4 separate regions of the Sus scrofa genome follow, and regions 1, 2 and 4 are each linked to region 3. The links are chromatin contacts, called in public HiChIP or PLAC-seq maps. All regions are on one chromosome and are shown on one strand. Each heading gives the region's core, a stretch centred on a gene start, on an enhancer-like site or on the middle of the called end of the contact. The rest is flanking DNA. Distances are from core to core; before and after follow the strand shown.

Region 1 (6,076 bases), core at 2,988-5,487, 400 kb before region 3:
CTGGCATCGCTTAGTAGGTTAAGGATCCAGCTTGCCCTGAGCTGTGGTGTAGGTTGCAGACACAGCTCAGATCCCATGTTGCTGTAGCTATGGTGAGGCCAGCAGCTACAGCTCCAAATCAACCCTTAGCCTGGCAACCTCCATATGCTTCAGGTGCAGCCCTAAAAAACATATATATGATTCCTCAATTGTAAATATATATGCTCCTGGGATAGTGCCTTAACCCAAATGCCTGAAAGATTTCTGGCCAGAATACCAACAACCAAAGCCAGTGATGGCCTACTAGGTTTTCTGTGTTAATTCAACCGATACAGTTTCCATGCTTGGGGCTCGTCTTTCTGGAGCCTCAAGTGAAGCCATGATTGGCTAATTGGTAAAAGGGAAGGACTCTGAGATTGAGTCAGTCCAGAGTTCAGATCCCTGCCACCTATCACAAGGTATGTTCCCTCTTTGCTCCTGATCACCTATGCAAGGTGCACAACAATAACATCCTTGAATGTTTTAATGACTAATTTGAATACCAGTGCATACTTTGCTCAATTCTCTATTCTCGGTAGTAAAGATAACAGCTGAGAAAGAGATAGACCAGGTCTCCCAGGGGCCTTACAACCCAGTGAAGAAAAGGTACACAACTACCAGGGAAAGAAATAAAATTTAAAAGGCGATTGCAGTTTGGGCTGAGTACCATGAGGATAATACAAGCAGTTGTAGACCAGGGCTACTCTACTCAGATAGAGTAGCCACAGGTGGCTATTTAAGTAAGTTAAATTGATTAAAATTAACTAAAACTAAAAATTCAGCTTCTTGATCGCAGCAGTCACATTTTGAGTCCTCCCTTGCCATGTGCAGCTAGTGGCTACCATCCTGGACAACTCAGATGCAGAATTTCTCCATCATCACAGAAAGTTTTATTGGATAGTGCTGTAAACTAGACTGATAAGGAAAAGTTGGGCAATGGACTACTTTAGATGATTAAATCATATACATATATACACACACACACACACACACACATATATATATATATATAACTTTATATATAAAATTTTTATGGCCCCATCCATGGCATATGGAAGTTCCCAGGCCAAGGACTGAATCCAAGCTGCATCTGCAAGCTATGCCTCAGCTGCACCAACACTGAATCCTTTAATCCACTGCCACAGGCCAGGAATCGAACCTGTTCCTCACAGAGAACCAAGTCACTGCAGCTAGATTCTTTTTTTTTTTTTTAATTGTCTTTTTTTTTCAGGGCTGCACCTGCAGCATATGGAAGTTCCCAGGTTAGGAGACTAATCAGAGCTGCGGCTGCCAGCTGAGGCCACAGCCACAGCAACACCAGATCCAAGCCACGTCTAGGACCTACACCACAGCTCACGGCAACACCAGATCCTTAACTCACTGAGCAAGGCCAGGATCAAACCTGCAACCTCATGGTTCCTAGTCAGATTTGTTTCCACTGCACCATGACGGGAACTCCTGCAGTCAGATTCTTAACCCAACTGTGCCACAGTGGGAACTCCTAGATGATATATATATATATATATTATATATTCCATGCTCTGAAAAAACAAGCTGTAGTAGGGACTCAATAAATTAGAACTAATATTATGTTAACATATTTGATGAGTCTATATTCTTTTCTTCTCACTTTATTCCCCAATTTATAAAGCTTAGAAATAGACCTAATGACATGTAGTTTGTTCTTGACATCTAAACCATGGAGTTCTAATATCTGAAATTCTAGGCTAACTATTTAGACTCAACACACTTAAGCAAAAGATTGTTTTTTTCCTTCATCTTCCTTGACCCAAAAAAGAAGGGAAGATTTTTTTTCCCCTAAAGTTCAGATGAATGATAAATCTCAGAAAGTAGCCAAATGCATTAAGCAGAAGGAATAGTGAGAACAATTTCTTAAAGGTTAAAATTTTACATAAAGTTAAAACACATGAGACTTTAGAAATGTCTAACCTTCGGAGTTCCTATCGTGGCGCAGTGATTAATGAATCTGACTAGGAACCATGAGGTCGAGGGTTCAATCGCTGGCCTTGCTCAGTGGGTTAAGGATCCAGTGTTGCCATGAGCTGTGGTGTAGGTCGCAGACTCGGCTCAGATCCCCACGTTGCTGTGGCTCTGGCGTAGGCCAGTAGCTGCAGCTCTGATTGGACCCCTAAACTGGGAACCTCCACATGCTGCAGGAAGTGGCCCTAGAAAAGGCAAAGAGACACACACACGCAAAAAAAAAGGTCTAACTTTGAAAAGCAAATTCTCTGTCCTTGATTTTCTGTAACTTTGGCACTAATCTCCTCCATCCACTTTATCTTAAAAATCTTGATGACATTAGAACATGACTTGTGTTATATACAAAGGGCTATGGATAAAGTGAATATGTGTGCATTGAATCCTATCTCCCAGGGAATGTTATTTTGAGAATGTTTTACTTAGAGAAAAGAAAACACCACCAATACAGAAAAGCAGCCAATGGGTAGTTATTGAATTCCTTCCTGAAACGTGACCAACGGGAGAGGAAGAACTACTCGATAACTTAAAATGTTTTACATTCACTTAACCATAGTCTACTGCACACACTCATATTTCCAGCCAAGTGAGACAGCAGTCAGAGGAATAAGTCAATTTATCTTGGCACCTGTTTTAAAAACACACATAGGTTAATGTACAACACTCAGATTTCACTCCTATTTCTTTGAAAATGACTACGTAGCAACACTGGCTATGCCCAGCCAGGAATTTAGCAGAATTCATGCAGTAAAAGATACAGAAGGGGATCTATTTCCAACTGTAAAGCTGAAGGATTAGTTGAATTCCTGTTTGTCAATCTAACAGCAATGGTGTTGACACTAATAAAAGTGGAAATTATAAACTGCTCCGGTAACATCCATGAGAGGTTTGTTGAGCCCAGGGCTAAATGATAAAAAGAGGTTCACCATCTCATTAGGAGAACTGGAAAGTGTTTATTGAGCCAGCGGGGAGCTCTGAAAATGATCTTCCTCTTCTTGGACCTGCCACCTGGTGCCTGAGAGCATGTTAACCATGTATGTGGAAATTGCGCCCGAGTTTATTAAGCAAACAGCTATGAAATGTAAAACCCCATGAAAGGGACACCTAGGTGGCTTTGGCTCGCCCCGTGGCTGCTCCCAAGAGCCAAGGGCAGATGCTCCTATTTAAGAAAACCTGTGAGATCCCTTTAACCTTCTCTTTCTGGGCAAATCTCCCAGCGAAGCCAGCAAAGCAGTCTATTTATACCTGTGCAGGGTACAGAGAAAAATCTCAAAGCTACATCTCGAAAAAGCTTTAAATGGACTCTGTCCAATTATAAAACTGAGCCCCGGTGATGGCACACGCTGCACAGTGATTTAAACAGCATCTTCTTCCACAGCCCCACCAACAACCCCTAGAAGCAAAATATAAGCCTTAGAACAAGTTAATGAGTCAAGGGTCATGCAAGAAATAACATGCTTTTTGTCTCCACCACGAGACCCATTAGCAAACTTCAAGTGGCAGCTGCAGGCTCAAGCTTCCTGGATTATTACTTAAGATCATCAGAACAGTGAGGCAATTGTTCATGACCTTTTGCACCGATTTTTCTATAGGAACATGTTTACTGAACAAAGTTTCAGGAGAGATATCTTAAAGGACTTGTTACTTTGAAAAAAGTTGGTACAGATACACTGCTGTGCATGTAACCATATTTATATATTTGCTATGATTTTTTTTTGGCTTTCTGCTTCCAAAAGTATTACATTTTCATGACTTTGAAAGGAGGAAATATTCAGAAAAGCAAAACCAGGATCGTGGAGTTTTCATTGGTTTTGTTCACTTCATAATCTATCATAAACATTTTCCCATGTCTTTAAACGTTACTCTAAAGTATGAGCGCACCATGGAATGAAACACTCTAATTTTAACAATCCTGATTTTTGAACATTTGGATTAGTTCCAAAATTGCCATTATAAATTACACTTGGTGGAACATGCTGACACATAAATCTGTCTGCATGCCTTTCTTTGAAATATATTTTTGAAAATGGTAGCACTAGGTCAAAATACTTGAAGTATTTTTAAAGACTGTGATAAGCGTGGTCAAGTTCAGACTGCCACTCTGATTTATGCACACGAGAAAATGAAAATAAATAATCCTGTGGCATATTTACTGGCAAGAGCTAACCACAAAATGGCCATGCCTTTGCTTTGGTGGAATTTTTCCCTGACGGGGTAACTGGTTGATCCTTCATGACCACCAGATGGCAGCCTAGAACAGAGCAAACCCAAGGAGACTAAGCCAGGGGAGAGGGGACTCCACTTCTAGCCTTAAATGCTTGCCTACCCTGCTAGGGAGATGGGGCTTTACCAACTAAACACAAAAAAAAAAGATGGTCATCGTCCCTTAGATCAAGCCATGGAGGATCTGATGTCTTTCAAGGGACCTCAGGTTTAGGACCTCTCATCCACTTTGCTTTGCATTTCCCTAAAACTCTCTTCACACATGGGCCTCACCACTGAATCTTTTCAAATGTATTAGTTTCCTTGGAAGCAGCGAAACAGTTCGTGCCAACCCATAAACTTGTTTCGCTAGGTCACAAGGAGCCATGTCTCCTGGGGTAAAATCAAACACTTTAATTTGATATGTTTGAGCTCTTCTATTTAGTAGCTAAACAGGAAGTGTCACCAAGCAAGGTAGAGTGGCCACGAGGCAATGCCCCTCCGTGTCAAGGGTTGCTTCCCGGCTTCCTTGTCCTGTCTCTGAGAAAAGCATGCGCCACACTCTAATGCACTTGGAGTTTCCCAAGAGATGTAAAGCTGCTCGTAAGATGCTTGGTACACGCAGAAAGCTTCGCTCTAGCTGACACAGTGATGCCACTGCTGGCACCAGCCAAAAGCGGCGGGAAAATCTAGTTGATGTATGAACGCAGCTCTGGGAGCAAAAGATGCATAAAAAGGAAAAAAACGCAAGGTGGCCTCACGCTGTGCCAACGCTATGAAAACGAACTGAGGCTTTAGTCTAAATGATGCAAAGGAAATTAAAAGGATTGATTATTCATATTGGTGCTTGTATGATAAAAACATGAAAAATATGCACAAAGAGTAGATGGCCCACTATTTGAGGATAAGCATGCTAACATCGGTTGAATAACAAGCAAACACGATGTTAAAAAAAAAAAAAAAAAAAGCAGGGATAAAGAAAAAGTCCTGAATTCTTTGGTTATTGAAACTACTAAATTGTACATAACGAGAAGCGCCTCGAGCCTGAAGGTTTTAGCTGACAATTGGGTAATGCAGCGGGCAAAGATAAATAAATAAATAAATAAATAATGCATCTATCTTTGCCTTCATTCATAGCAATACAGTAAATGTGCTGCAAAGGAAATGTCTACCTCATGAACCAGAACACACATGGAGGGTTTTGCTCTGATCAGAGAGGAGATAAAAAAAAACAGCCTCCATCTTCAGGGGAGAGAACGAATCAGAGTCTCAAAAGCAGGTCCTTTCCCCAAAGAATGAGAGTTTCCCTGAAGAGAAGCCTTCGGCAGCAGTGTGATAGTTCTCTCTCTTCAAATACCGAATGATTGTTGTATCAAAAAGGCACTGGCATTTACCTCATCCTCTCAAGTTCACAGAACTGGAAGCAACGCATGAAAGTCACAGGGAGATCGATGCGGGGACAAAGCCAGAGCTCCCAAGCTCTGCAATCTGTGCTACAAGTGGATGTTAATTCAGAGGATGAGGCGAGGCCGCTGTCTCACTCAATTCACCTTTATTTTCACACAAAGATGCCTAGAGGGCAGCCAACTCTGCACGCACCATGTGAACAGCCCGGGGGAGCCTCCTGATGAACAGTTCCTCACGTGGGTACCTCCAGCCTGCCCAACCTTGCACAGTCCCAAGGGCAGTGCCGTTTCTAATTCCACGAAGGCACACTCTGGGCTAGTCAAGGCCATGTTCAAAAATGACCATGGGTCTGGGAGTTCCCATTGTGGCTCAGATGTTCAGAAACCTGACTAGTGTCCATGAGGATGCGGATTCCATCCCTGGCCTCTCTCAGTGGGTTGGGGATCCAGCT
Region 2 (6,219 bases), core at 2,390-4,889, 360 kb before region 3:
TCTTTTTTACCATTAATATTTTAAAAAGGAAATTGGAGTTAAGAAGAGAGAGGCCAAGCCATGTGAGGAAGTATGTAGCAGAACCCTGGGAGATATTTTTGCAGTGCAACTTGAGAAGAGAAAGGAAGCCAAGACCATTGGGGTCTTGAGGCTGCCTTTGGGGAAGAGGGAGGTGGGGGAGGAGCTGGCAGGGAGAGTTGAGAGTTTTCCTCTGCAGCTCAGATGTAGCAGGAATGGAATTACCCAAGGCAGAGTCCAAGTCACATAACCACGTGTAAGAAGAAATAGCTAGAGCAGGCGTTAATGTTTTCTCCTTGTACTTTAGATCCCAAAATGAGTTTTAAATGTACCTCAAAGATTCTCTTCTAAGATTAGCCAGCCTTTATCGCTAAGCCTTGCACATATGTAATCCATTTAATCTTCTCAATGATGCCAGGAGGAAACTGAGGCACAAAGGTGCCAAGCAATTAGTTAATAGATGGCAGAGGGGGGATTAGAATCCAGTCTTCAGGGGCCACGGGACAGACATCAGAACTCAGCCTCTAACTGCTGCACATAACCCCCTGCCCCAGCTCTCTCAGCTGGGTTAGTATGTCTCTCCTAGGCCATGAGGAATCCAAGGGTCCAGAGCAGACACTTCCATATTAGCTAACTTTATAAATTATGATAAAAATCAGGATGTGGAAAACTAAGTCAACCAAGGGCAGTTTTTCTTAAGATGCTGAAAGTCTACAACCCTTGAAATTCATTTTAAGAGTGATCAAAAAAGTGTGGAGTCAGTAAAAGGCAGGTTTATCTTAGATTTTATCCCAGTAGAGCATTATGAAAGACCTGAGAAATCTATGAAGAAAATGGCATTTGCTCTAAGGGTTGACTAAGAGGTTACATGCAAATTTCATCCCTGACCCCACCGAGGAGTGCAAGTTCCCCTGCATTCATATCTTAACATCTTTTGATTTCTTTCATACTTACACTCTTGTTAAGTATCTCTCAGGCCCTTTATTTGCAAAATTAGGATAACCTTACAGAGTGTAAAGTTTGAAGAGTTACGCAAAACACTGGAAACAATTCCTAACATGGAGCCAAAGCCCAGTAAATGCTAGTGGGTGTTATTATTTAAAGTAGTTAACAGAATGGAGTATTGCGTATAGTTTGAACACTTTTCTATTCAACTGATTGCAGCAAACAACTACGAAACAGTTAACCCATTTCTCCCCTTCCCCACCACTCTTCCATAATACATGATAGCCTATATTTTTGTGATCCTTCAGTGTTTGACCCTTCATTACAAGAATGTAAAGCTTCCTGATGGCAAAGACAATTAACCACTGCGGCATACATCACAACCATGAAGAATGTGCTTCCTGGCTTTCTTGAAGTCAAGTGTGGCCACCAACCTGCTTTAACCAATAAAATATGAACAGAATCACCACTTCCAGGCGGAAGACTTAAACGCTGCACTTAACTCTCCTCTCTCTTTCCCCATCTCAGGGAGTGGAGAAGCAGGTTTTGATATTACAACACTGAGTACTGATGGAGGGGAAATCTACTCTGGGGAGTAACCTGGATCCACAGAAGATGACAATGAGCAACGCATAAACCTTTCTTGCTAAGGCACTGAGACTTTGCAGTGGTTCATTACAGCACCATACCCTACTGATCTTGACTATTACCACCAAATCCATGGCAAGCACCTAGTAAGTGATCAACTATGTTTTCATTAAATTAATAAAAGTTTGAATTGTTCATAAAAATGAATTGTTTTGCTTCAAGAAATCATTTTCAACCCTGATTTGGGTACAATGAACAGCTTTAGATATTTTAACTGATTCATGTGTGGGAATCACCATCCTTTGGGTACCAGACCATCCTCTTAGATATCAAAGCCAGTCACACATCCTTTGCACTACTCAGGAATTCCATTACAGTGTTGTTGAATCTCAATTAGTTTTTTCTGTGAAGTGTTTTTGAAAAATCTTTATTTCTGTCACACAGTCACTTACTTAAATGGCCCTCTCTAAAAGGACCAGGGCTTTATAGAATATGCCCACAAAATTCCATCTGTGTGTGGTCCCTGCCCCCATGACAGCCACCGCACAGATGCAGAAATTGTTCATAATCACACTGATTACACAAGAAACCAGAAGGACTTGAAGGTCAAAAGCATTAAGAGAACTTGTTTAATAAATTGCATTTGCAGTTTCTTTGGCCGGGGTGGTTGGATGGGAGGGCATTTGGTTGTAATATTTCTACTCCTCATTTCACCGAGAATCAATACATGTACCAAGACAAAAGAAACACTATGAGCTCAGTTTAATCCAGCTGTGGAAGTGTGACAAGTGGTAATGGTGGGGTCAGTGAGAGGAACTGATATCATCACAGACAAAGCCGGGAGGCCCCAAAGAGTGAGAAAAGAAAACCCGAGGCTCTCTCTAGGAGGTAAGAAGTCACAGAAGAAGAAAACTCTTCTCCAGAGCTAGTGATGGTCCTGAACAAACCAGTTCTTTAGGGATGCCCCTTAATTCCTGCAGCATCCCATCTCCAGGGACTAGGGGACCACCGGGCTCCTAATACATACATTGGGAGCTGCTCTGGCATCTGGTCTGGCTGAGGTATAGAAATAAGCAGCTCTAAGGTGGTGGAAGCATTAAGAGAAGGGTCAGCTTTGATCTGTGTGAACACACAGAGACTTCGGACTTTGAAAAAGGAGCATAGTACAGAGATGACCCAGAGTTCGCGGGCATGTGTTTTATCTGTACCATTAGCTGGTTGTGTGACCTTGGGCAAGTACTTAAACCTCCAGACGCTTTCATTTTCTCCCCTGGAAATGAAGACATAAGAGTGCCCACATCAAAGGACTGTTCTGAGACCATGACTGGGTTGATACCTGTACAGCGCAGTCGTCCAGCACGCAGACATTCTCAGGAAATGTCAGCCTTTGGTATTATGCCCTGGTGCACAAACTCTTCAATTACGGGATTCAGTCTTTACTAGCCATGTGATCCTGAGCACATCACTTCTCTTCTCTGTGCATTAGTTTTCTCATCTACAAAATGGAATAAGAATTCTTATGTCCCAGGGTCGTTGGAAGGTATCACGATACAACATGAAATGGGGTGCCTGGCTCTGAATGGGCCCATGAACCACTGTTACCTGACATTAATACTGTTTCTTCTAGAAAGAAGCTGAATATGATAACAGACACCCTGACTTAGGCACCAGGAAATGCAGTGGGGTTGAACGTGTGCGAAGGTTTAATGTATACGCAGGAACATCCGGAGAAATGAAGGAAAAGGAAAAGGTTCTCATACTTGGAAAGAAATGTAATACGTTCTCTTAGGAAGTGGGGTCTTGGCTCTTGGAGGTGGCATAACCTGTTTAAAGGTTATCACCCACATAAGAAAAGGTGAGATAAATTCTTGAGGGCAGAAATCCGCTCCCATTACACTGCGTTCCCTTAGCTCCCAGCACAGGCCTAGCGGCCCCAAACATTCGCTGAACCCGCTCAAAACTCGGATCTCCCGCCCCGACTGTCCAGCAGAGGCCGCCCTGGGCCAGGACTCCCGGGACCTGAACGCCGCCGGGAGAGGAAAGGCCAGGGGTGGCCTTGTCATCGCCGCGGGGCCTGGGTGGGAGGGGTTTGGCGGCGGCAGTCGGGCGGCGGAGGCGGCCCCCGGCTCCCGCGGCTGGGATGGAGCAGAAGCGCGCCGGGCGCCGGAGGATACGCAGCTGACGGAGCCGCGCGGCGCTCGCCTCTCTTCCCCTCCCGCCGCCCGAGCCGCCCCGGCCGCCCGGCTCCCACAGTAGCCAACCGGGCAGAGGAGGAGCCGCCCGCGCCCGGTGCGCTCTGTCAGTCCTGGCAAACTCTCCTGCCGCCCGCGCCGGGTTTGGCACTAAGCACCACGGTACCATGGTCCGCAAGACGCTCTTCGCTCTCTTCATCGTCACAGCAGGTATTTTGGGGGCGCCGTCCTGCCAGGAAGGGCCGGGGCGACACGGGCCGCACGGCCAGCGCTGGGGCGGGGGCTCGAGCGGGGAGACCGGGAAGTAAGTCGCGCCGGTAGCCGGAGTGGCGCGAGCCTCCGGTGTTGCGCAGAGATATGTGCGCACTTGGATTTGGGGTGATGAGCATTTGGGGAGCTCCTGGGCCGAGCCGGACTGAGGGGGTGACTGGGTTCTTCCGGCCGCCGCTCGCTCTCACACGAACTCCGGGCTTTGGGAAACAGGTGGCTGCGCGACGCTTTTGAACCCGGGGTTGGCGACACTGACTGCGACTAGAGGCTTCTCGGGTCTCTGAGCACACCCGCCCAAAGTTGGGCACCAGACTTCTTGACGCGGTTGGACCCGAGAGGGATGAGAAGAAGAATCAGGGAGGGGTGGCATCTGGGAAAGCTAATGCTCGGGCCGTGCGCCCTGCGGGGCTGGTTTGCTTTTCCCCAGACTTGGTGGGCTCTGGTCTCTGGCCTCTGGCGTCCCTTCCTAGTTAACGCTTGGGGATGATGCGGCGCTAACAATCCCAAGGCAGCTGCTTGGATCCGGCGGCTTAAGCTCGCTATCACCGCCGGGGTGGCAATTTTACCCTGTGGCCCGGAGCTCCCCCGAATGCGTGCCCTGGCAGAAACTGCTAACTTGGCTCCTTGGGGATGGCTTCCCACGCGCACCGCGCGGGTCTCTGGACCACGGACGGCAGCGGCCTCTAGGCGGGAGCTGGGGAGAAAGGAGCGGGAGGACCGAGCTCGGCCTGGTGGGCGCCGAGGAGAGAGTCAGAAGAGCGCTTTGAGTCTGAGATTAGGGTGCCCAATTTTTGCAGAAAATGCAGGCCGACTGTGGATCAGGCACCGGTAGAAAAATCAGCCTGCGTGCGCGGTACACTGTTATGTTTAGATAAAAGAATATTTCAAGGCCACATCCACAAACCATTGATTCATGCTAGTAGTCCGTGTATCTGTATCTATATCTATATCTGTTTTTCCTCCTGAATTGCTTGGTTCCTGCAATTGTGGACACAAGAAGCTAGGGGTTTCCTGGCAGCTGACAAAGGTTAATGCAGTTTTGAGGAAAAGTTGCCCAACTTGAGGCTACAGGGAGTCTTTTTCCTCTACTTGCTGAACGTCTGAGAAAGCTCCCTTTTCCCTTTGGCGTCTGTACCATTTGGAGGCGCGTCCGCAGAAGGTTCAGGAGCAGGGCTCGGGCGGCTCTGGCCGCGCGGCGTCGGGCCAGACTGGGAGCGCGTGCATCCCTGCAAGTGTGACAGCCAGCCTTCTCCCGAGCCCCGCAATCGCCCGCCCCGCCGAGAGACATCTACGAAAGGGCAGGAAAGACGCCTTCCTTTCTCCTCGCTAGAAATCCTTTCATGAGGCTTCAGGCTCAGAAACCCTTCAGTGAGCCGGTACAGTCACTAGGTAGGCTTGTTTTATTTAGTGGCTTATCTTTTCCATTTTAATTTTTTTTTAAACGACTCTGGAAGTTGGCTGGGATTAACCCTATTAGGCTTCCTCCCCACCCCCACTCCCCACCAAGGAGCTCAAAAATTTTTTAATTTTATTTATTTATTTATTTATTTAGGCCAGTTTTAGAGTTTAGCTCTGCTCTTCCTGCGGCAGGAACCTTGCCCTTCCTGTTCACCGCCAGGGTGAGGAGACTGGTAGCTGCCCACCGCAGATCAAACTCGCTCCCATCCCTGCACATGTGTGAGGGCAGAGCCAAAAGATCACAGCCTCCCAGCTCTGGGGCGCCCCCCCCCAATGTCTCTGAGTACATCTCCCAAACAGAGTGATGTAGCCTCAGGCTTTCCACTGAGGTTATGCCTCTGAAGCAATCTCCCTGGGAGTTAGTGTGTTATAAAAGCTACCTGCGTGCATTAAGTTCTTGGGAAAATAATAAAAGAATAGGCATAAATACCTTGCGAGGTCCTTTCCATCCCAAAGTGGAGTGTTTTTAGAGACTAAACTACAACATTTCTAGAAAAAGCCCATAAAGGAGAGATGGGAGAAGGTTCCTGAAATGAACGTGGCATATGTGTTTCAGTGGATCATCCTGGCATTCCCATGGCAAAGCTCCAGTTAGTTTCACCAGGCACTTGCTTTTTTTTTTTTTTTTTTTTTACCTCTTCAGCATTAAAGGCTTGAAGTTTTCTTTTTTTTTTTTTTTCAGTTTTTCAAAGTTTTCTTGAAGTAGAGTTGATTTTAAGGTTGTGATTCAGTTATACCTGTTGTATAA
Region 3 (5,756 bases), core at 1,895-4,394:
CTACATTCATACATGAGATTTGTCTATGTTTTCTCCCTACCTTTCTCAGGTTTCAGTATTAAATCTACGATGACCTCATGAAATCATTTAAAAAGACATCTATCTTTTTACACGGCCTGGAATCATTTGAAAAACAATGGCAGTATTCATTCACTGAAGATTAGATAATTGCTCTGAAACCATCTGTGCCTGATTTTTTTCCAATAAGACTTGAATCATCTTTCCATTCTCATCAATAGTAATTTTCCGTTTCTCCTTTGTTCAATTTTGATTATTGATATTTTTCTGGGAAATAAACATTCCCTCTAGTTTTTCAAATCTGTCGTAATGAAATTCCATGATCATGAGTTAAAACAGAGAAATAAAATGAGAATCAACCTCAAAAACCCAGCAGCTTCTCCCTTAGTTGTAAAAGCTGTTCCTTCCCACCATCAATCTAAGTTCCTGCGTGGCCTTCAACGGCTGCTCTGGACTCTTCAGGGAATGGGTGAGACACAAGTAAGTTTCCCATCTACCCCTAACTGGCCATGTAGTCGACCCTCTGTTATGACCCCAGTTCAAGCCACTCTCATCTAATCCCTGGACTGCAACAGCCTCTTAACTGATCCCCCTGCAACTTGCCCCACTTCTCTCTATCCTCCTGGCAACCACTAGAATATTCTTTAACAGTACAAATTAGGTAAACTACTACTTAAAACTTTCCAAAGTTTCCCACTGAACCAGAAAAAATATCTTCACTTCTTACCACAGGATCCAAAGTCCTACATGACCTGGCCACCCTTTTTTTTTTTTTTTTTAAAGGGCCGCACCTGTGGCATATAGAAGTTTCCAGGCTAGGGGTCAAATCGGAGTTGCAGGCCTACACCACAGCCACAGCAATGCAGGATACAAGCCACACCTGTGACCTGCACCACAGCTCATGGCAATGCTGGATCCTTAATGCCCTGAGCAGGACCAGTGATGGAATTCACGTCCTCATGGATACTAGTGGGATTCATTTCTACTGTGCCACAACAGGAACTCCCCAAAGAGATTTTCTTGCATGAGAGCTCATTTGGTCCTCACAACCCCCCTAATACTGGCAGAGAGGTTAGGGGCATCTAAAATCGCAGAGCTAGGGCGGAGACTAGGACCAAGGTCTTCAGATGATAAAATTCAGCCTCTTTCTCCTTAACCACACAGGCTGACGGGAGCCAACGTAAATAATCCCAATCCATGGATATGTATAATCGCAGAGCCAAAATTTTCTTTTCACACAACTTATTAATTAGTGGATCCATAGTAGAATAAAAACAAACCCCTTACCTTCTGCCACAGTTACCACCAACCAGCAGACCCACAGCCAGGAGGAGAAGCAGAGTCTGGGAGGCATGGCTCCCACAAAAGTACTCCTGGCCACCCTTTAAACTCTTCGAATTCATCTCACTCTGCTCATCACCCAGCACCGTGGTCCAACCACTCTGCCCTCTTCTCTCTCCCTAAAGGTGCCAAACTTGCTTTCATCTCAGATCCTTTGCATCTGCTGTTCCTCATGCCTAGAATAGCTTTCCTCCTTTCTAATTTTCAGCCCTCACCTCAAATGTCATCACCTCAGAAAGGCGTGATCTGACCACTCTAACTAGAACAACCATCCCCAACGCTAGGCGCTCTCTTTAACAATACGCTATTTACCTTCTTCATAACGCGTATCACTCCCTATTCCTATGTTCATTATTCTCCGCTGGAATATAAGCACCTGAAAAGTAAGGACCCCATCTGACTGCTATATCCTTAGTGCCTAGAACAGTGCCTGCCTATAGTAAATATTCAATAAATAACCACTTGTTACCTTCTGGATAAAATCCAAACTTATTTTGCCAAACAAGTGCTACATCATATGACCTGGCTCTTGTCTTCGGGCTCATCTCCTGCTTCACCACCTGCCGGGATGCAGCTGGGAGTCGATGTGAAGTGGTGCTGGTCTAATAAACCCAAAAGAGTAAGCCTAAGTATATCGATGCTTCACATAAAATCTTTACCTCAATCCAGATACCAGGAAAGGAAGAGAGGGGAGAGAGAGAGGGAAGGAGGGAAGGAGAATCAGAAGAAGGAAGGAAGGAAATGAGGGAGGTGGAGCGTGTGTCAGGGTGGGTGAAGGACACAGAAGCATCAAAATAAAGAGCTTTGCTTCCTACACAGGAGGATTCAAACATAGAAGTAGTAGAATGAAAGATAGGGGAAGTTTCTATTGCACATGGAAAATGACCGTGCCTGGTGAATGTCATACATGTTACAAGCAAGAAAGAAAAGTATTTTAGGACACTGAACACTTAGATCATTTGCCATGAGAATTTTACACGTACGTTTTAGTTCTCCAACTAGAAAATTGGTCTTCCCCAAAGACAAAAACCACCTTTCCTACTTCTTCTTTTCTTCATTTTTGTGGAGACCCCAAAGCCTTGAGTGCAGGTATTCCACATGTATTGGAAAATCAATCAAAGCTTACTGAAAAATTAGAGGAACAGAGGCATGTCTAGCCTTCATGGACTTTAAAGTGGGTGAGAAGTGAGTTAGTGGGTGGCAAGGAAACACTGATGCCTCCTTTTGCAAAGTCAAGAGTATCTCCACAGAGGTCATCCATGGACCCAACCCAAGGTCAGAGTTAGAACCAAGAGTCATGCTTCAGCCACGGAGGAAAAGGCAGGGAAAATCTTTCCTGACAAGAACAAATGACCCCAAAAGTACCCATCGATATAGAGAAAAGGAACTCTGTACCTGGCCCTCTAACTAGAGTTATCACGTGCTTGCAGGGCAGAGAGAGCATTTTCAAGCATCAAAGCAGGAAACACTTAACATAATGACGTCTGAGAAGCACAGTTATCTCCTATCTCCTCCCACTCCACTGCAGGCAGGAAAATGCTGCCAGGGTCAGCTGCAAGTGTTAGGTGGCACTGAACAGCAGCCCGAGGGAACTTGCCGATTTCAACGCAGTCTATAGAAATGCATTCCCAGAGCATCTGACAAATGATGCTAAGTGTCTGGGAACAGCAAGCTGAGGAGGACAGGCCGACCATCAGTGCCTCATCTGCTTTAGCATCTGATCGGCACTTTCCTTTGGGCATGTCAACAGCTCTTGTCTCTCTGTAGATGTGTAGCAAGTGTGGATGTTTCAAAAGCAAAAGCGAAAGCATATTCTCAATTTTAAAGCGAGAGGAGAGGAAAGATAAAAGTTCTTTAAAAATAGGGAAGAACTCATTCTGTTTGTGATCAACTATGTGTGGTCGATCAAAAGCGTTTCACTTGAGTGAGTGAAAATACCCAAAACAAGGTATTTCATTTCACAGAGGACACCCACACTCAGGGGAGCAAGATGATGGAGGTGCCGGTGCAAACATCATCCCCCTGCACAAGCTACCAGAAACATAAAATGAAGCAGGTTTTGAGAAGGAAACAGCCAAGCTCCATGAAGGCAGTAATGTTACCAAAACTGAATTCCTTGACATAAGTCAGTTTAATGGGTTGCAACCAGTATCCCTTTATTCCTTTTAATGAAAAAATAAATACACATAATGCTTACTAAGTATCAGTGTTCCAATTATTTTGTGAATATTAACTCATTTAATCCTTATAACATCCCGGGTAGGTGATTTATGCCTCCATTTTTTTTTTTTCCCCTTTTCTTTGTATGGCCACACATGCAGCACATGGAAGTTCCCAAGCTAGGGGATGAATCAGAGCTAAAGCTGCCAGCCTTATACCACAGCCTCAGCAACACCAGATCCAAGCCACATCTGCAACCTACATCACAGCTTGCAGCATCTCCGGATCCTTAACCCATTGAGTGAAGTTACATATCAAACCTGCATCCTCACTGAGACTATGTCGGGTCCCTAACCTGCTGAGCCACAATGGGAACTCTTATGCCTCCATTTTATAGATGAGGAAGCTGAGGTATAAAGAAGTGACATGGCTTGCCCAGAGTCACACAGCAAAGCTAGGATTTAAAATATGAAGAATTCCTCCAGAGTCATGCTATTAATCAAGCCATTCTGATTCTCATGTTTATGACCTGCTAATAACTACCCTAGAACCAAAGGTACTTAAATAAAAAATACACTGTTAATGTTTATTATGTAAAATATAAAATGTAGATAAAATAGGAGTTCTCGTCGTGGCTCAGTGGTTAACAAATCCGACTAGGAACCATGAGGTTGCAGGTTCAATCCCTGGCCTTGCTCAGTGGGTTAAGGATCCGACATTGCTGTGAGCTGTGGTGTAGGTCTCAGACATGGCTCAAATCTGGAGTTGCTGTAGCTGTGGTGTAGGCCAGCAGCAACAGCTCCGATTAGACCCCTAGCCTGAAAACCTCCATACGCCGCGGGTGCAGCCCTGGAAAAGACAGAAAAAAAAAAAAAAAAAAAAAAAAATGTAGAGAAAAGAGTAAAACAAATCTCCTCATACCTTTACCTCAGCTTCAACCATTATCAAATCACAGCCAGTCTTGTTTCATCTAGAACCTTAGTTCCCAATAATGGATTATTGTGAAGGAAATCCCAGGCATCATGTCATTTCATCTGGAAACATTCTGTTTGGTTTTAGTGGTGTTTTTTGTTTGTCTGTTTTGTCTTTTTAGGGCTGCACCTGTGGGACATAGAGGTTCCCAGGCTAGGGGTCCAGTGGGAGATATAGCTCCTGACATACACCACAGCCACAGCAATGCGGGATCTGAGCCGCATCTGCAACCTGCACCACAACTCACGGCAATGCCAGATCCTTAACCCACTGAGCGAGGCCAGGGATCAAACCCATGTCCGCATGGATACTAGTCAGGTTGGTTACCACTGAGCCACAGAGGGAACTCCCTAGAAACATTTTTGAGTGTGGTGTTGGCAGGTCCTTTTTAATAACAGCTTTATTGAGATATCAACTCACATAACATAAAATGTACCCATCTTAAGTATACAACTCAGCAGTTTTTAGTATATTCACAAAGTTGCACAGTTATTACCACCATCAATTTTAGAACATTTTTATCACTTCCTAAAAGAAGTTCTGTAATAAGTAAGAGTCACAGCCCATCCCTCACTTCCCTCGACCTGTGGCTCTACTTTCTGTTTCAATGGATTTGTCTATTTTGGACATTTCATAGAATCATACTACATGTGGTTCTTCATGACTGGCTTCTTCCCCCTAGCTTAATGTGGCATGCTGAAGTTCCCAGGCCAGGGATGGAACCCACGCCACAGCTGTAACCAGAGCCAGTGACAACAACAAATCCTTAACCTGTTGAGCCACCAGGAAACTCCTAGGATTCTTTCTGGAATACCTCGTTTAATTCTGAAATGTCTGTTCTCTCTTCTACCAATAGAACATTCATACATTTTGATGCCCTATTTTTTGCTTCCTTCATCCCTGTTCCCCAATAGCTCCAAGAATTCCAAACTTAGTCTCTAGCCAATAAGGAGCTACTCTTTCTACTCTTGCCCCTCCATGTTTTATTTCTTTCATAGTATTTATCACTGTCTAAAATAATATTTACTTGTTCATTGTCTGTCTTTCCATACACACTCTGAAATAGCTGCCCCTTAGTATCCACAGGGACTGGTTCCATGACACCCCAAGGATACCAAAATCCATGGCTGAAGATGGTACAGTATTTGCAAATAACCTATGCACATCCTCTCATATACTTTTAATCATCTTTAGATTATTTGTAATAACCAAATGCAATGTAAATGCTGTGTAAATAATTGCCAGCATGTAGCAAATTCAACTTT
Region 4 (5,809 bases), core at 1,773-4,272, 340 kb before region 3:
AGGAGTTGCAACCTAAAAATGGAAAACTCTGCCCTTGAGCATACAGTTCTTCAGACTCCTGCTCCTTAAATGCTAATAAAAACATTCACATAACACCTTGTGGTTTCTGCAGAGCTCTCAGGTGCAAAATGACACTCCGGCCTCACAAACTCTTGGCAGCCAGCCAGCACCCCCATTGTACAGATGAGAAAAATCTCGTAGAAGTGAGGTGACACATCCAAAGCCACAGAGAAAAGGGCAGAGCCAGAACTCAGTGCAGACCTCATGACTCCAGCATTGCACCTGTTCCTTGCAGCACAATTGTCTCTACAGTGTTCTTAGGGCCTTGGGGGTAGGCCACGGGGGTTCACAGGCTGAGAAATATGTTGTTCGGTGAGACCATTTTCAGAGACTCATGCATTGAAAAGGGAGCTGTCTGCAAAATAAATTCCATGGTAAAATAAACAGCACACTCCCTGGAGTGTAGATTTGAAGGGTTTTTCTAAAAGTTCAGAAACTTTCTTAATCCCAAGCAAAGAACAAATATATCTCTAACCAGCAAGAAAACTACCAAGACTGAACTCCTATCCAGTTTGAAATGTAGACTACACCTTTCTACAGAAACATTTTTTTTTTTTGGTGGGCTTTCATTTTTTTTTTTTTTTTCTTTCCAGAAGTATATCTAGTCTACTTCAAAGCTAGGGGAGTACAAGAGAGATTTAGGACCAGAGAGGCTATTACTTCTCTCTCTGTCTTCCTGGCTTTTTGCAAGTTCCATAGCAAATGAAACCCAGTAATTATTCTATTATCTTTTGCCAACATTAAATCTTTTTCCTAAGTAGTTCTATTACACAAAGCGGCTGGAAGAGATATTTTTGTGATCAGGCTGTGCTAAAGGCACATTTTAATGCACTGGGGGAGGCATGATTTTATTTTGTTTTGATGTTGACTTCTAAAAGATTTACATCTGGGCATGGATATATAAAACAATAGAGAGTGTTTTGCGAGTACAAGGTAAGAATGGCTCAGCTTCATATTTTGATTCTATCACCACAATGGTGGAGAAGCAGCTCAGAAAAGTTCTCCTTATGGATCTGCAAAGAACTTGGTTTGGGGCCTGTGATCCTGCTTTTGAATTCCAACTCTGCCCTCTAGCACACAAGCAGAGGGGAAGGGAAACTAACATGAAATCTAATAAGATGCCTGCCACAGTGTTTAGGCACATTAGAGGCATTTTCTTAAACCACTCTACCGCAGCTCTGGAAGGTTAGTGCTACTGGTCTCTACTTCTTGTAGCTGTGGTGTAGGCTGTGCAGCTGCAGCTCGATTTCGACCCCTAACCTGGGAACCTCCATATGCTGCAGGTGTGGCCCTAAAAAGCAAAAATAAAAAACTTAAAAATTAAATGAATGAGCGAACAGAGGCTTGAGGAGGTCAGACAATTCCTCCAAAGCCACAGAACTCGTGGATCCCAAATTTGAACCCAGATGTTTCTGTCATTCAACCCATGCTCTTTCAATTTTTCATCACTTCTTTTCTGGGCTTCCCTGTCTCCATCAGTAAAACATTATCATTAAAATTACCTTTTAGGAGTGTTGGATGATAAGAGATTCATTTACCTAGAACAATCCTGATACACAGGATATCTTTAATAAATAATATTTCTCTCCCTACACTTTATTCTGATAATACATCTGACTTTGTTGTTTGGTCCATTGATTAGGATTTTTTGTTCTTCGGGGTGGGGGGGTTGTTTGTTCATTTTTAATTTTAGGTTTTGACCTACCTGAGCTCTTTTTAAAATGCAGAAGTCAAAAAGATGACTCTAAATAGAGGTGCCTGGATGATTTTAGAGGACAGGGAGGGCAAGAATAACCTTTTTCCTTCCATTTTCTGTCTGGGGTGAACAGCCACAAGGTAGGGAGAAGGGTGGGCTGTTCTGCTCCCTGGGAGAATGTGTGGGGTGACCAGGTATCTTTTTAACTCTGCACCAAGACCCTTGGGAATAAATTTTAACATCGCTTTATAGAGCTGCTGCAGTACTGTTGAGGGAAGGGGCTTGAAGCAAGATAGCAGCCCAGCTGAAGCCTGTTGGCCTGCGGTGTTTCTGAATGGCCCCTGACACCATGGACGAGTAGCCCGGTGCTCTGCCCAGGCCTGGACAGAACTGCACCAGATTTGGTAGCAAGTGTCCATAGTTCCTGCCTTGCAAATGACAGTCTGCTTGCCAAGGGACTTGGGAAGAATTACTTGTCTGCAAAATGATTATGGACGTATGCCTGAGTGTATGTATTTAACTTTGCTTCCTGCCTGAGGGCCCTGGAGCCCTCTGCCTGCAAATAATGAATGCATCTAAGCTGCAAGTTCCACCACAAATGGAAATCATCTAGATAGGCTGGAGAGGTTGGAAAAGGTGGCAACACAATCTTAAAAAGACATTGCGGGGGAGTTCCCGTCGTGGCACAGTGGTTAACGAATCCGACTAGGAACCATGAGGTTGTGGGTTCTATTTCTGGCCTTGCTCAGCGGGTTAAGGATCTGGCGTTGCCGTGAGCTGTGGTGTGGGTCGCTGACGCAGCTCAGATCCCTCATTGCTGTGGCTCTGGCGTAGGCTGGTGGCTTCGGCTCCAATTAGACCTCTAGCCTGGGAACCTCCATATGCCATGGGAGCGGCTCAAGAAAAGGCAAAAAGACCAGAAAAAAAAGAAAGACATTGTGACATTTCATTTAGCAAATATTGACTCAGCACCCTTTTTAGACTGGGGGTACTGGGCACACCCTTCGTCTTGAAGGCACTAACAGTCTGGTGGGTGACCAGACTGGCAAACAGATACTATAATGCAGCCTGGTGGGCTCCATGTTTGAGGCTTGAATGGAGCGTAATGGAAACTAAAAGCTGATAGGGTAACTATTTTGCCAAATAGAGAAGTAATATTTAGTTCTATTTTAAGAAGTTGCCAAACAAAGAAGGAGTGAGAGGGCATGCTATAGAAAGCATGTGCAAAGGACCAGTGGCCACAGGGGGATCATGAGGAATACATGAGGCTTGGCCATATGACACCAAGACCAGAGGCCAAGCTTGGGGCCAGGATGAAACATCTTGAGTCTGGATTACAACAGTCAGTGGGCTCAAGGCCTAGCTCTGCCACTTTTAGGACATGGCTCTGAACAATGCATAGAGTCACTCTGAATCTTGTTTTCTTCTTCATTTTTAAAATGCAGAAAATAACAGTACCTATCTCAGAGGATTGCTGTGACGATTAACTCAAAAGAACCTAATTGCTGCAATTCCAGCAATGGCAGAGCTCAATAAATGTCAGCTCTCAGTAGTTGTCTTCATCCCAGCAGTAGTTAATTTATTTTACAAGAAAATCAGTAACTTCATATGAGACTTCTCAAGTGTCTTTTACAAAGAAAAGCAGAGCTGTCCAATACAACCTTCTGTGATAAAGGACATGTTCTCTTTCTCCACGAGCCTGTTCATTAGCCATCAGCTGCCTCTGGCTCTTGAGCATTGGAAATGTGACAGTATAACCAAGAAATGGCACTTCTCATGTGACTTCATTTTAACAAATTTAAGTAGCCACGCATGCCTAATGGCTACTGTATTAGACAGTCGAGGTCTAGAGGCATGGAATCATAAAATGTTTCACGTGCAAAAGATCTTAGCGACTGATACAAACATCCTTCTCCTTCTCCCTCACCATCACCATCTTGCAGATGTGGAAATAGAGGCTCAGAGAGGGAAACCAGCTTTCCCAGGGTCACACAGATCGTTAATGACAGACTTACCACTAGAATCCAGTGGGTCCTCTGGCTTCCTGGCCTGGGCTCTTATTATCCTGAAGTTTGGTTGGATTAGCGCTTCCACTTTAGAAAGTTCCTATTTCCCATGCATCATGGGATCTGAGAGCTCCAACAGTCACCTCTCTTTTCCCCATCATGTACATTTCTGCTCCTTTTTTTTTTCCTGCTATGCATGCTACACCCAGTAGATCCTCAGTAATCCATAATTCACTGACAGATATGGTTTTCCATTTACATGACCTTTTTAAACGTTTTTAATTCGAGTATAGTTGATTGACAATGTTGTTCCAGTTCCTACTGTACAGCAAAGTGACTCAGCCATACATATGTGTACATTCTTTTTTAAATATTATTTTCCATCAAGATATTGGATATAGCTCCCTGTGCTATACCGCAGGACTTCATGGCTTATCCATTCTAAATGTCATAGTTTGCATCTACCAACCCCAAACTCCCAGTCCACCCCACTCCCCCCATCCACCCCCTTGGCAACCACAGGGTGTTCTCCACATCACTGAGAGATATTTGAGTTCCTGGTTTTGCCAAATGTTAATGGGAAATATTAATATTGCAGCTCATTTAATACAAAATTCCCAGACCACTGTTTTCATAACTAGTACTTTGTTGTTGTTGTTATACTTTCACTATTTTTGGCTACTTTCCCTGGGGATTGAACCAAAATGTCAACCAAAATATGGACCTTCATGTACTATTTACAAAACATGAGCCCAAATTCTTTGCCCTTGGAATAGCGAGGAGACTGAACCACTGACTTAGTAGAGTTTTGGTTAAGGGCGGATGAATAGGTGCAGACAACTATTCAATCAACTATTGAGTCTTGGCAACAACAGCATAGTCAGTTATCCTTGAACTCAGGGGCAGATCTGCTGGGGGACTGTGGTGGTACCTGATTTACAAACACAGGTCTTTCCTTCCTCTGCGGAGAGAAACGTCAGCCCTTCTCCGTAGCAGACCTGGGTTAGGAATGGTCCATGGTGTCAGGGAGCTGACCTGTGGGTTTGCTGCCTCCATCTCCTCCTTCCTGGGGCCCTGGGGGCTTCGGGCAGCAGGGGAGAGGGTGCAAAGCTGGCCAGCTAGCATTTATTTATTCTCAGTTCTCGCTGCGCTCTTCTGCGAGGTGAAGGAAGTCCTTAATTCATCCTCCTGAGCAGTTGCCGTCACACCTTGAACATGGTCTTTACCTGGCCCCTGCCTGCTTGTGCACATCCTACAGGTCTCTGTGCTCCAGACACATTGTCATCTGTCTGCAGTGCCTAGAATATTCCTTCAGGCTCACCTTTTAGTCTGAACTGTGCTTTTCAATCAGCTTAGCTCATACTTACTCATCTCTCAGTTCTCCTGCAAAAGCTGCTCCTCAGATGAGCATTCCTTAACCCCTACTCTCAGAAAAATCAGCTTCTCTCTAAACCCTGCAAATCACACTGACACACACACACACACACACACACACACACACACACACACACAAAGTAAGTCTCATTACATCTCTCCTTAATGTTTCCTTTATGATTCTTACTGGAGCTTGAAATGATACTTCATTTCTTTGGACTTTTTTTAAGTGAATTTTTATTGGGGTATAGTTGATTTACAGTGTTGAGTCAATTTCTGCTGTACAGCCTAGTGACCCAGTTCTACATATAGATACATTCTTTATCTCATATTCTCTCCTTTTATGGTCTGTCCCAAGAGACTGGATATAGTTCCCTGTGCTATGCAACAAGATCTCATTGCTTATCCATTCTAAATGTAATGGTTGCATCTACTAACCCCAAACTCCCAGCCATCCCACTCCCTCCCTGATACTTAATTTTTATGATTATTTGTTTAATATCAATCTCTTTAGACCATAGATTCTATTCCATTTTATTTCCTACCACTCCTAAGCTCTAGTCCAGTCCCAGACATGATGTAGGAGCTAAGAAAATATCTGTTGAATTAAACCATAAATCAATGAAAGAAAAGCTGCATTATGGGTAGGGACTGGCTGATTTAGCAACTGCAC

What was found. HiChIP or PLAC-seq counts read pairs in DNA pulled down with a chosen protein or histone mark.
Region 1: an H3K27ac HiChIP or PLAC-seq map of alveolar macrophages shows a contact between it and region 3. The contact joins two enhancer-like sites. A contact is called at or near these places in 2 of 47 Hi-C or Micro-C datasets (embryonic fibroblasts and heart right ventricle) and 2 of 2 datasets of contacts at active chromatin or transcription factors (alveolar macrophages and skeletal muscle).
Region 2: an H3K27ac HiChIP or PLAC-seq map of alveolar macrophages shows a contact between it and region 3. The contact joins the promoter of PARM1 here to the enhancer-like site in region 3. A contact is called at or near these places in 2 of 5 promoter capture datasets (fetal skeletal muscle and liver), 7 of 47 Hi-C or Micro-C datasets (brain, embryonic fibroblasts, fetal skeletal muscle and 2 more) and 2 of 2 datasets of contacts at active chromatin or transcription factors (alveolar macrophages and skeletal muscle).
Region 4: an H3K27ac HiChIP or PLAC-seq map of alveolar macrophages shows a contact between it and region 3. The contact joins two enhancer-like sites.

What each region holds. Positions count from the first base shown.
Region 1 is chr8:70,745,169-70,751,244 of Sscrofa11.1, forward strand. No RefSeq gene overlaps it. Among named protein-coding and RNA genes, the nearest start is that of PARM1, 40 kb to the right of the region's middle. Within about 2 kb of position 4,238, at least 8 of the 83 cell types and tissues checked have an H3K27ac peak or open chromatin away from gene starts, as enhancers often do. A contact at or near this core is called in alveolar macrophages, where this site is marked.
Region 2 is chr8:70,784,495-70,790,713 of Sscrofa11.1, forward strand. PARM1 (prostate androgen-regulated mucin-like protein 1) reads left to right here and starts at 3,640. Exons shown (of 5, transcript NM_001243716.1): 1 at 3,640-3,953. The coding sequence starts at 3,911.
Region 3 is chr8:71,148,472-71,154,227 of Sscrofa11.1, forward strand. No RefSeq gene overlaps it. Among named protein-coding and RNA genes, the nearest start is that of RCHY1, 30 kb to the right of the region's middle. Within about 2 kb of position 3,145, at least 19 of the 83 cell types and tissues checked have an H3K27ac peak or open chromatin away from gene starts, as enhancers often do. A contact at or near this core is called in alveolar macrophages, where this site is marked.
Region 4 is chr8:70,806,064-70,811,872 of Sscrofa11.1, forward strand. The region is part of intron 1 of PARM1 (prostate androgen-regulated mucin-like protein 1); the gene reads left to right. Among named protein-coding and RNA genes, the nearest start is that of PARM1, 21 kb to the left of the region's middle. Within about 2 kb of position 3,023, at least 1 of the 83 cell types and tissues checked has an H3K27ac peak or open chromatin away from gene starts, as enhancers often do. A contact at or near this core is called in alveolar macrophages, where this site is marked.